Linked DNA regions of Anser cygnoides: all the other regions are linked to region 2. The links are chromatin contacts, called in public Hi-C maps. All regions are on one chromosome and are shown on one strand. The core of a region is the stretch at or near the end of the contact, and the rest is flanking DNA. Distances in the headings are between cores, read along the strand shown.

Region 1 (3,622 bases), core at 302-2,801, 220 kb before region 2:
TATATAAAATTTTAATCTTTTTTGAATGTTATTATAGACTGTTCAGCATACCAACCATTTTGTGCTTGAATACTATCTGAACTAATGACAGCTGCCAATTTTGACTGGTTCTCTGGGTGCTAGCAGTACATGAATGTGCACATGTTCAAAGCTTCGCTCAGGTTTCTGACAAATAAATTATAAACACTTCTTTTGTCTAGTAGAACTTAATAAAATTGTCCTTTCTTTGCACAGGTTCAAAAAATTCCTTCTGTGGAACTGGACTGCATCTGAGCTAGTAAGATTGCTTTGACGTATTGGTCATATTGGTGAAATGTAGTAGTCAAGTAAATACAAAGAAAAGAGTTTCTTATAAATCTGATTTGTCAGTGAAAGTTTTCCAAAAGAGGTTTAAAGTCAGTAACCAACACAATGACTTCCTTGACACACCATTGCTGTTGTATAAATATTCTTGTTGGTGGTAGGAGGGGAGCTGCATTTATTTTCCAAACACGGATAAGATGAAACCATATCTTTGTAAGTAGCTCCTTTTTAGTTTTTCATGCATGCAGGTGTGGCCACATGTTGGGGTTTGCCAACACTTTCACACTGTGATGACAGGTAGTAACTGCGTGTGTCCAAGGTGATGACGATGCACTTTTTTTCCCCTTTGCCTCTTGGGAGTGGTTCTTTTGCAGGATGATTTGAAGCGGGCCTGGGGTGACCGTGCTGCCGCTCCAATTCTGCGGGCACACCACCTTTAAGCAACTGGATAATGTCTCCTAGAAACAAATGCACTTGTACATCCAGTTTTATTGACACAAGCATGGTGTGATGTCAGTAATAATGTCAGATGTTTTTAATACTACTTTGTGGTATTAAGGTTTTCTTTAGGTTTGAAGTAATCGAAGGAAAAAACCCTGGAGCAAATGACAATTTGTTACACTATCAAAGGCAAGCTTTAGAATTTACTTTAGAAATGAAAGCACTTTAATGCACAGAGCCAGTTCTGCTACCTTTGAATTATCAATAATTTAACATAGTCTGTAGAACTGTCAAAGGGGTAGAATTTGAGTTACTAAATCTTTTTTTTTTTCCAAATACATTTTTTTCGTATTTAAAAAAAAAAAAAAAAACAAAAAAAAACACGGCACTGCTGTGTAGGAGCAGAGGTTAATTCCAAAGCGGCGCTGCCCGCCCTGGCTGCACATCCAGGAGTTAAATGCGGTGCCAGTCGCTGGACCCCGGCCGCCATTTTGCGGAGGCCGCCGCCCCGCTCCCCTCAGGGCCCCGCCGTGCTGGGGAGGCCGGGCAGCGTCACGGCCGCGCGCGCGTCACGCAGAGGGGAGGGGGGAGCGAACCGCAGCCGGCTCCGCCCCCCCGCGCGCGGCCGCGCGTTGCCGGGCGACCGGACGCCGTGCGCGAGGCGGGCGCTGCCGCTGCACTGCGACAAGGCGGGGCCGGGCGGGGCGGGGCGGGGAGGGCCGCAGCGCGCGCGCCGCGCCCCGCCCCTTCGCGCCCCACCCGGCCGCCCTATTGGCTCTCGGCTCCGGGAGGGGGCGGGGCTTCCCCTCTCAGGCGGCGCTGATTGGCGGCTGGCCGTCCCCTCACGGCGGTGCCCTTGTCGGAGGGGGGCGGCGGCGGCGGTGACAGGGACGGCGACAGCGACAGGGAGCGGGGCCGGGGCGGCTCCCGCGTTGGACCCGTCCCGCCGCGCCTGGAGCCGCCAGGTAAGCGGGGCCGGGCCCTTGCGGCCGCGGGCTGTGTGAGGGGTCCGTGCCCCCTCCGAAGTTGGGTGTCTTCAGGGAGACCCTCCCGTGACAGGTATGGGTACGCAGCGAGAAGGCTGGCGGCCGGTACGTCCGAAGCCAGCGAGAGGCGTGCCGTGCTACTGCCAGAATGGAAGTAAAGGCATCCCTAGGCTTGTAATCAGCCCTGCTCCTTCGCTTATCTTCGCAGTAATGCGTGTATATATCACCGTGTTTTGTTCTGCCTGAAATAAGTGGATGGGAGGCGATTACTTCTGAGAGTTTCATTACATGTTAGAGCAGTTCTTGTCCGTGCATGGGCAGGTTGTTTCATAAACCACAGTTACTGATGTGTATGTAAGATCTTTACTAGCACAATGCTTAAAACCTACTGTATTGTCTCCTTTAAAGCATAAGTTCTGTTGCAGGATAACTGCTCTTCTTTCTTTCTTTGGTTATCTGATATAATCACGTTATGGTCAAAGCGGTGACTTACAGAATATGTGACATTACAAGTAATTTTTCTCTCATTAGGTGTATTTTATGTCTTGAGACCAGAGGATCCTAGTGCTCCATCATTTTCTCATCTCATTTAAGTGTACTTTTAAACCAGCTGCAGCATGCATATAAGGCAGCATAAGAACTGGGCTGCATATCTTATATCCACCCAGGTTTTCCAGTGGTGCTGAGCTCTTCTTACTTGGTAATTCCTTTCCATAACGGCAGATATTGTACATATTCAGTGGCTTAATTACAACTGATACTGATATCTGTCTGTGCACTGACTAGACAAGCTTCCACCACCAAATTACCACGTTGCCACCTCTTGTTGCTTCAGTCAGGATGAGGGCTAAGGGCTTGATGAATGTAGGGACTTATTTATATTTACCTCAAAATGGCATCTGTCTTTGCTGGAAAGTTTGGGCTCATCTTGTCTGGGAAGGATCTTTGTCCTTTAAAACAGGCTGTTTGGCACACTTTGTTAAAGATTTCATTTAGATAGGATTGCTGAAGTGCTATGACTTTTATCAGATTGGCTCGTCTTCCTAAAATGAAGCTTTTTAACCTGGTGCCCTCTTCTGTGTTTTGTTTGTTGTGTTTAAGTCTCAAAAATATCTGAAACCTAAGCATTATTTTAGCATGTTCTCTTATTTTTTTTCCTGATGGTTTCATATAGCTGTTCTTTTGAGAGGATGAAAACTTACAGTTATCTGCTATTCTGAATTATATTTCTACTAATAAACTAAAAAATTGCTGGAATGGTTTCTTCAATCAGAAGCAAAATCAGTGCTATTTTGTATGTTTTAATTGTCTCTTAGCTGCATGGAAAGCAAGCGATGCAAAAGAAATACCTACCTGTAGTAGTCTTTTGGTAACAAGTAATCAGTTAAATCTGCTATGATCCGGGTGTATTTTCCCTGAAATTCCTTATAGTCCTTGCTTTCTACAACAAAAGTCAAAATTCTGCATGTGACCTTTAGGTCCTCTTATTTATGTGATCTGGGTAAGGTACTTCAGAAAAGGTCCAAAGTGCTTTATGAGCCCTTATTAAGCTCTCTGGCTGGGTGCTAGTTGAATATGGAAGCCCTGATTAATGCCAGCAGTTTTCTCCCAGTGTATGCTAAGACAGTGCTTTGAACTTTTACGCTGTTGCCTGGTACTATTCATAACATGCATTTAAATAAATAAATAAAGGTATTTGTTTGTTTTTCCTCCAAATTAGGAGGACTGCATTTGTAAAGCATTCACTATTGACTTTATACGCTTTGTACTGGTGTTTGATCCAGTGCTCAACTTGAAACTGGAGGAATAAGGTTGCTTGGTCCTGATAATCCCAGCTGGGTGTCTTGAATGTTTCAGGACAACTCAAAACTGAGGTGCTCAGGATGAGAGCG
Region 2 (3,962 bases), core at 964-3,463:
ATGGTTCTATAATGGATGGTTCTGTGTAATTTAAAATACAAACTTGCTATTTATGAAAAGAAAATTTGGCTGTAAATAGCAAGTTTGTATTTTAAATTACACAGAACCATCCATTATATTATCTAGACCATAGTTTATCAAAAACCCAGTATTGTAGTGATTTATGATACTACTTTATCTATAAGGGAATATCTACATGCCTGCATCCCAACTACCTCGAAACGGTCCTAGAAATAAATTCATACTGGAAATTCAGAGATTTGCTGAAATACCAAGTTTAACACTGCATTTTTTTTCTACTTAACTATATCAATCTTGATCAAGTTTAAACAACGATTACGTATCAGCCCATCAAAACCAACTGAAGTTATCTCTTCCAGCAAACAGTTGTCATGGGCGCACCATTGATAATTTAGACCTATTTTGAACCTACTGTTTAAATAAGCACTCAGTCTATAATACCAATGTATTCCCTACCTCTGCAGTTGAGAAAGATAAGATACACATGCTAAATTAAGTAAACATCCCAACGATTGTTCAAAACAAGATATAAGAATCAGAAACTTAGCCAACTGAACAAGCAGTATTAAGGACCCAGCAGTTCTCTGATATTAACCTTTTAATCTGATTTATTCCCATCTCCAGACTCTTCTGAAAGTTAGTTTTACACACACGTTTTTGCTTTCCAGATAAAATGCTGACTGCTGCTGAATATCGTATTTCCCCAGCAAGTAAGAGGCCAACTCTCACCTATCATAGTACCTACTGATAGATCTTAGCAAAGAATGAATACCACATGCAATTAGGCCTCACGAGAGTTTTTCTTTAAATAAACAGAAAAAAAAAAAGAAGGAAAGCTCTACCCGGGTACCATTCTAAGAAGCATTCTGTGTTTCAATTTATTGGAAGCTGATTTGCTTCTAAACCGACTGTGGTGTGCAACCAGGAAAATGTTTACGTTTAAGATTTCAGATACCTAAAGTTGCCACTAATCACCAACTTGAAGAGGTAAGTTGATTAAATCCCTCGGCATCTCCCAGAAATATATTTTTGGGGTCTTTGTTCAGGAAGCAGCTCCCCAAGACGGCCCAGGAAGGGAGGAAGGTGCCCCGCAGCCCGCGGAGCACCGCGAGCAGGTTCCAGGGGACACGCGAGGCCTACTGCAGGGGGGGGCGAGGGGATTTCGTGCCCCAAACGAGACGGGGATCGCCGGGGGGCTACCTGCTGTGCCACCCCCAGGCCCTGCCCGCTCTTCAGCCAGCACCTGTGCAGGGGGAAACTTCGGGGGGAAGCAGGAGAGCACCCCCGAGGCGGAGCCCCCAGGATCTCCTTCCCCCGCCGAGCCCGGCCGCTCTCCTCAGGGCGCCGGCTCCCTCACAGGCGGTGGCGAAGCGGCGCCCACCGCCGCGTCCCTTCCCCTCGGCCTCGCGGCTCACGGCGGGCTGCCGAGGGCAGGCACGAGCCCTCGGAGCCGGCTTTAAAAGGCGGCCGGCCCAGGCCCGGCCTCCAGCTGCTGAGCAGCCCCCGGAGCGGCTCGCGGGCAGCTCCCCAACGAGCCGGAGCCAGCTAGGCCCCGCTGCGGCTGCCGGCGGCGGGCTCCGTCCCCGCCCGGCCCCACACGCACACACCTGGGGGGGCTCCTCGGCCAAACGGGGGGGATGCGGGGGCACGGGGACAGGCCTCGGGGAGGAGGGCAAGGCGGGGGGGGGGGGGGGCAGCCGCGGAGCGGGCAGGTTTCCCCTTCGGCGGCCACCCCGCGGCCGGGAGGCCCGAGCCTGGCGGCGAGGAGGAGGAGGAGGAAGGGCGGGAGGAAGGAGGCGAAGCGGGGCCGTAAGCCAGCCCCTGCGGGGGCCGCGGGGTCCCGGGCCGGGCCGGGGAGCGCCGGGGGGGAGGGTAGCAGGGGAGGGCGGCCGCACTTACTCTCATTTAACACCTCCAGCAGCTCGGCGCAGCTCTCACACATTGTTCATTAACAGCAGCAGCCGCCGCCGCCGCCTCCTCCCGACCATTGATTGATCCGCTCGGTGCTGCTGATTGATGATTGATGGGGGCCGGGGCGGGGGTCAGCCGGGGGGAGGGGAGGGAGGGGGCGGGAAGGGAAGGGCAGGGCAGGGCAGGGACGGGCAGGGAGAGGGGGGAGAGGCCGGGGCTGGTCTGGGATCGGGGAGGGGGGGATGGGGCGGCTGATCAATGCAAATGAGCCTGTGGCGGCGGCGGCGGCGGGGAGGAGAAGCCGAGTCACTCACTGGCTCCCAGTGGCTCCACGCGCCGCCATTTTGCTGAGGGGGAAGGAGGAGGAGGGGACGGCGGCGAGGGGGGGACGGGGCGCTCGGGCTCAGCTCGGCAGTTTCCGACCAGGCAGCGGGAGAAGGCGGCCAGGTCCCTCCTCCCGTCCCTCTCGCCCCGCCTTCCCCCCCCCGAGCCGAGGAGGAGGAGGAGGAGGAAGGGGCCGGGCCGGCAGCCGAGGCCGCCGGGCTAAAATGGCGGCGGCGGTTGCGGGACCTCGCGCGCCTCGGGTAGGGCGGGAAGCGCCGAGCCCTGCCCGCCTCCCGTGAGGGGGGAGCTAGGCCTCGCTGCCCCGCCGCTCCGGGCAGCCTCTGCTGAGCCACCCGGGCTCGCTCTGTGCTCCCTCGCCGTAATTAAACTCTTGAGCCAAGCTGGAGGCTGCTTCTTCGGCCCGGGCGGGAGGAGAGCGGCCGCGGCCCTTCGGGACCTCCGGCCTGAAGGGAGCGCTTACCGCGTCGCGCCGGGCTCCAGCGAGCGCTTTGTCGGCACGCTGCGACGCGAGAAGGCTTCCTATTGCCAGGAGGTCTCTCGTCTTTTACGTGTTACTGGCGTCTTCCTCTAGCGGGGCGCGGGAAGGAAGGAAGGCGCGGCGGCCATCTCCTTCCCGCCCAGCCCTGCTGAGGGGAGCCCGAGCGGCGGCTGCTGAGGTGACTGCCGGGAGGCGCCTGGGGGCTCTTCCGAGCCCGGCATCCCGAAAATAAAATACTTGAAGTGCTACGGTATTGTTACGTGCAAATAACTGCATTTTTTTTTTACCTCCTGTGTGGCGGAGTTCTTGATCCTGCTGAAAGGGGTTTGCTACATTGGTAGACTGCGTGATAGATGCCTAATGTCAAGTGCCACTTCTGTAAATAGTTGAAAATACCCCCATTTTCGTGAAAAGGTCTTAAAAAATCCTATAACTTAAGTTCTTTATTATTTTTCTAAACAAAGTTGCACAATTTATGCCGATTACAACTACAATTTAACTGTCTACCAGGCGCACTTTGAATTGCTGCTTCAGACCTCTGGAAGACAATTGTTCGAGCAGCAGTTTCCTGTACAAAAAAAGCTTTTTTTTTTTTTTTTAAACCCATGAAATCGTGCACACGCGCGTTTTCGTTCTCGTCTTCCCGAATCCATGCAATTTGAACATGCATCACGTTATATACCTTGGCTGGTCGTTCTCCGCTAAGCAGGCGCTCCTATAGTATTTCGTAGTGGTTTTTATTTGTGTAGTACCACCCAGCGGTGAGTTACTGCATTACTCTGAGTGATGCTACTTCACTGACTCGTACATAGGATTAAGGAAACAAATCTATTAATAGCTGCAATGCAGATGCGGTATGGTTTAGTAGACAGTAAAATAAATCAAAATTGCCAAATTAGGAAAAAAATGGATAGCTGTTTTGCGTTCCTCAGTGACTGACTTAAATGGAGAAAATACGAAGTATGAGCTTGATATCACTGCTGAAATCCAGTTTTTTTGATTTCCATATGCATATTCATGTGGGCTGTGATAACAACGCTAGTGCTTGTATACGTAACCTCCCACTTCACGTACACAGAATGCTCTCCTAACCATGATCAAGTTCAGTTTGTTAAGCAAAGACAATAAAGAACAGCACTGCTTCAAAATGAGACAAGTTTTTGTAGTCAATGTTCCTAGAGGTACTGAACCCTGCAGGGCTTTTTTT
Region 3 (3,614 bases), core at 499-2,998, 140 kb after region 2:
GTCAGAGAAGGATTTGTGCAGATTTAGAGGCTGATACGAGCTCTTCTCCCAAGTTGGCCTTAAAAAAGGAAGAAAAAAAAAAGAAAGAAAATAAAGCTGTTTTGAGTCCAGCCCAATATTAATGCAAAGCCAGCGACTTCCATTTTCAATATCATCATTAGGAAAAAATGAACAGCGCTGGTGAGAAGAGGAGAGAGGAAAGGGAAAAGGGAACATTAGGCACTGACACCAGATTATAGTTTTAAAGACGTTCAGATCACGAACAAGTCAGCATAAGGAAAGGCACCGTGCTTTACTAAACACATTGCCTAGTCCCTGCTGTGTACACACTTGTAAATCTCAAGGTGAATAAGCATTTAAATGATTAAAATTAACTTAATTAACTTTTCTGTAATTATCTGCTTATAGGAAATGGGGAGAGTAACACTTTCCAGCTGCAGAAAAAAACTGCTGTATTTACTGGTGTCTGCAAAGCACTTGAGAATCTTCAGGTAAAAGGTACCCAAAACTTACCTGCAACACCCATTAGAAGCAGCACCTTTTCTGGCCACGGGCTGTACTCCTTTTAAATAGAGTTTATTCCGATACATACTTTCTAACTTTGCCATGGTTTCCAAGTGGGCATTCTTCAACTCTTCTAGCTTCAAGTAATATTCTTGATTGGAAGTGCACATTTTGGAAAAGTCTATCCAGTTGTCACCGTCTCCGTGTAGAGGGAGGGTCTGCTCTCTGTCAGTATTTGAATCCACATCAAGAGCGTCCTAGAAGACATTTCTTTGTAAATTTTTCTGATTTTCTTAGGATAAAGGGCAACAATGTGTTTAACGTTGCTTTATTCAATTGTCTAATGAATGAAGCACTAACACCAAATAGATACCTGTATAAAGATTTTCATGTGAGTCACGTGGAATTATCTTATTGCATAATAATTTATATCCTGAGGCTACTGAAGTCTGTCCCTGTAATCAATGTATTTGTATCAGGAAATGAGATCAAGAAGGATTTATCAGAAGAAAAAAAGCTTAGCTGTTTTGTAAAAAAGCGCAATCTTTCCTTGCTCAGTACACAGCTCTAAAAAAAGCCTTAAAGCACACAAACCACCCCTCTCCGCCTTCCAGCATTCTAAAATCAAGTCACTAGGTGCTGTATAAATGCTGCTTTAGCCATTTCTGTAATGTGTTGTGACGTGATAGGGATCTGCACATCTTTCAGTTTAAACAGTGCTTGGCAGCCCGCACTTGTGTGGAGGTAAGCATGTTCGCTAACCGTTTTTAGAGCCTGCACAAGTTTAATGACAAGCGCTGTTAAACCCAGGTTAGGCTGCATTAAAAAGGCTTCCTTTGCATTATTTTAAGCGCTGCTTAAGGATGTTACAGGACTAGTTCCTTCACCTAAAAATAGCACAATACCGTTCCACACGGGCTTTTAGTAGTTTTCCCCGTCTGTTGGTCTCTTTATGTTTTTTCCATCAGCCCCCAGGCCCCAAGCCCTTCCCCTGGCTTTTGGCAGTGCCCTTCCTGAACCCCTCTCAGCCAGCCGCGGGGTTTAAGGGCCCAGTACCGCCCCCCGGCCGCCCTTCCCCGCTCCCCCTCCCCCTGCCCCTGCCGGCGGTACCTGGGCGGCCGGGGGCCGGCTGCTGGCGCCGGGAGGGGCGCGGGGCCCGGGGGCGGCCGGCACGGCCCCAGGCACGGCCGCCATGGCTCCCGCACGGCGCTGGGCTGGGGCTGGGGCCGGGGCCGGCCCCGGCTCGCTGAGGGCCCGCCTCCCTGCGGGGGGAGCCGGGATTGATGCGTGCAGGCGGGGCCCCACGCCTCCGCGGGAGGCGGCAGGGGTACCGCGCCTCGGTACTGCCGGGAGATCCGAGTCCTTTATAACGTGAAGACACCGATGAAGAAATTACACCACTGTACGCAGCACGTTGAAGTCTTGTCAAGAATTGGAAGCTTGAAATGATGGGAAAGCCCTCACCAGAGCTAGCACCCAGACTGGCAAAGTCAGTTTAAGACGTGTTTGCTGTACGTAACCCCGTTATGAAGTGTAATTTGTACATTTAACGAGTCAATAAATAACATGCACAGAACACTACTGTCCCCATTGATTGTCCTTTACTCTCTCTATATAATTATCATGATTCTTATACTTAGCTTTAAATCATAGCAAAGTATTTCAGTAGCCAGTCAAAAGAGCAGCGGAAACTTAAAAGCTACAGCTCCTGAGTGACAGTAAGAAATGTAAGTTAATCAGGAAGCGAAGAGGAATCTGGCAATTCTAGCAATGAGTATTAAAGGGTTAATTCACAGTTCCTGGCTGAGTAGAAATAAATTTTAGAATGTTTATTCTAAATTATAAAAAATTCAAAACTGTGAAATCTATTTGGCACAAACTAAATCTAAGCTGTATGAAACCTGTGGAATCCAGGTTTTTCCTGGTAGCTCAGGTATTTTGTTACAGCTCACCCTAGCAAAGTGGCTCACTTATGTGCACTGTGCTTGCTCCTGCACTAATGCACAAGTAATGCAATAATGCCTTTCTCAACAAGGGTGGTTATTTTCTTCGGATATTAACAGATGGTAATGTTTATTCTATGAATTCCTTCATAGAGCATTATTTGCATCAGTATAAAAATGTATACTTGATAATTTGACTTCTCCCTGAGTTTGGGTGTATACACATATACATTACTTGAGCTGGCCAGTTTCAGTCCTAGGCTTTTCCTGAACAAAAATGGGAGTTGAACACAATCATAGAAAAAAAATAATGAAAGAACAATTTAAAATTAAATATTACACCTTGGAGCTGCACTGGCTCCCCAAAACCAATTTTAAATAAAATTGCATGAAAAAGACTTTCCTTCATATTCTATGGTAGTATCAGAAACCAAAGTAGTCTCCAGAAGACAAAACAGGGCAAGGAATGTGATAGCATTCTTACAGCTACAAGTGAAAAGTCCAGCCAGATCTAAGGAAAAATAAGTATCATTCCATTGTGGGTAACTCCAGGAGAAGCAATTCTAAACTACTGTGGTAATACAGCGTAAGTTATGTAATTTCAATGGCATTTTCAGAACATACTTTTACAAGAGCTAATTAGCTCTGGAAAGTACTAAGGTTTACCTTAGTTTCAGCAGAATTACAAAGTACAGACTCAGGTAGACTACTGCATGTTTATTGATAAACAACAGTTCCTTGTTGAAACCAGAAACTTTATTAAATTAATGTGACAAAAGTACATAAGCCTTTGTGGACTTTTTAAGACAATTCACACAGGCGCTTTTGGTGAGGAAACCACATTTCAGACTACACAGAAGGAGCTCTGGAGCACGGTCCCAACTTCCATTATTCAGCTTACCGAGTGTTTACCTGCAAAGAATTCCAAGAACATACATGAAGTATGTAACAATTACTTCTCTGATTAAAGATGTTATTTTTTTAGTCACTATAATATCTTGCTATATATATTAGATGGCCAAATGGCATAAGCAGCATGTAAAACTGTATAGAAAATTGAAAATTGTATAGAATTATTTTAAACACATCAATTTAGATGACAGTATCTATCCCAGTGCTTATGAAAGAGATTAAGCAGAAAGCAATGCAAACACTACTCACCACATC

Evidence for each region. A called contact is a pair of places that touch in the nucleus more often than the background predicts.
Region 1: a Hi-C map of liver shows a contact between it and region 2, with 2.0 times the contacts expected there. The contact joins the promoter of SANBR here to the promoter of USP34 in region 2. A contact is called at or near these places in 2 of 7 Hi-C or Micro-C datasets (granulosa cells and liver).
Region 3: a contact with region 2 is called in a Hi-C map of liver, with 6 times the contacts expected there. The contact joins the promoter of FAM161A here to the promoter of USP34 in region 2. A contact is called at or near these places in 4 of 7 Hi-C or Micro-C datasets (granulosa cells and liver).

Annotation. Positions count from the first base shown.
Region 1 is chr3:7,112,508-7,116,129 of Taihu_goose_T2T_genome, reverse strand. It overlaps SANBR (SANT and BTB domain regulator of CSR), which reads left to right and starts at 1,551. Exons shown (of 21, transcript XM_013182221.3): 1 at 1,551-1,709. It overlaps PEX13 (peroxisomal biogenesis factor 13), which reads left to right. Exons shown (of 4, transcript XM_048060726.2): 4 at 1-188.
Region 2 is chr3:6,897,758-6,901,719 of Taihu_goose_T2T_genome, reverse strand. USP34 (ubiquitin specific peptidase 34) reads right to left here and starts at 2,213. Exons shown (of 80, transcript XM_066995343.1): 1 at 1,921-2,213. The coding sequence starts at 1,963.
Region 3 is chr3:6,758,109-6,761,722 of Taihu_goose_T2T_genome, reverse strand. FAM161A (FAM161 centrosomal protein A) reads right to left here and starts at 1,748. Exons shown (of 4, transcript XM_048060946.2): 1 at 1,615-1,748; 2 at 514-761; 3 at 1-58. The coding sequence starts at 1,698. It overlaps CCT4 (chaperonin containing TCP1 subunit 4), which reads right to left. Exons shown (of 14, transcript XM_048060949.2): 13 at 3,609-3,614; 14 at 3,150-3,359. The coding sequence ends at 3,345.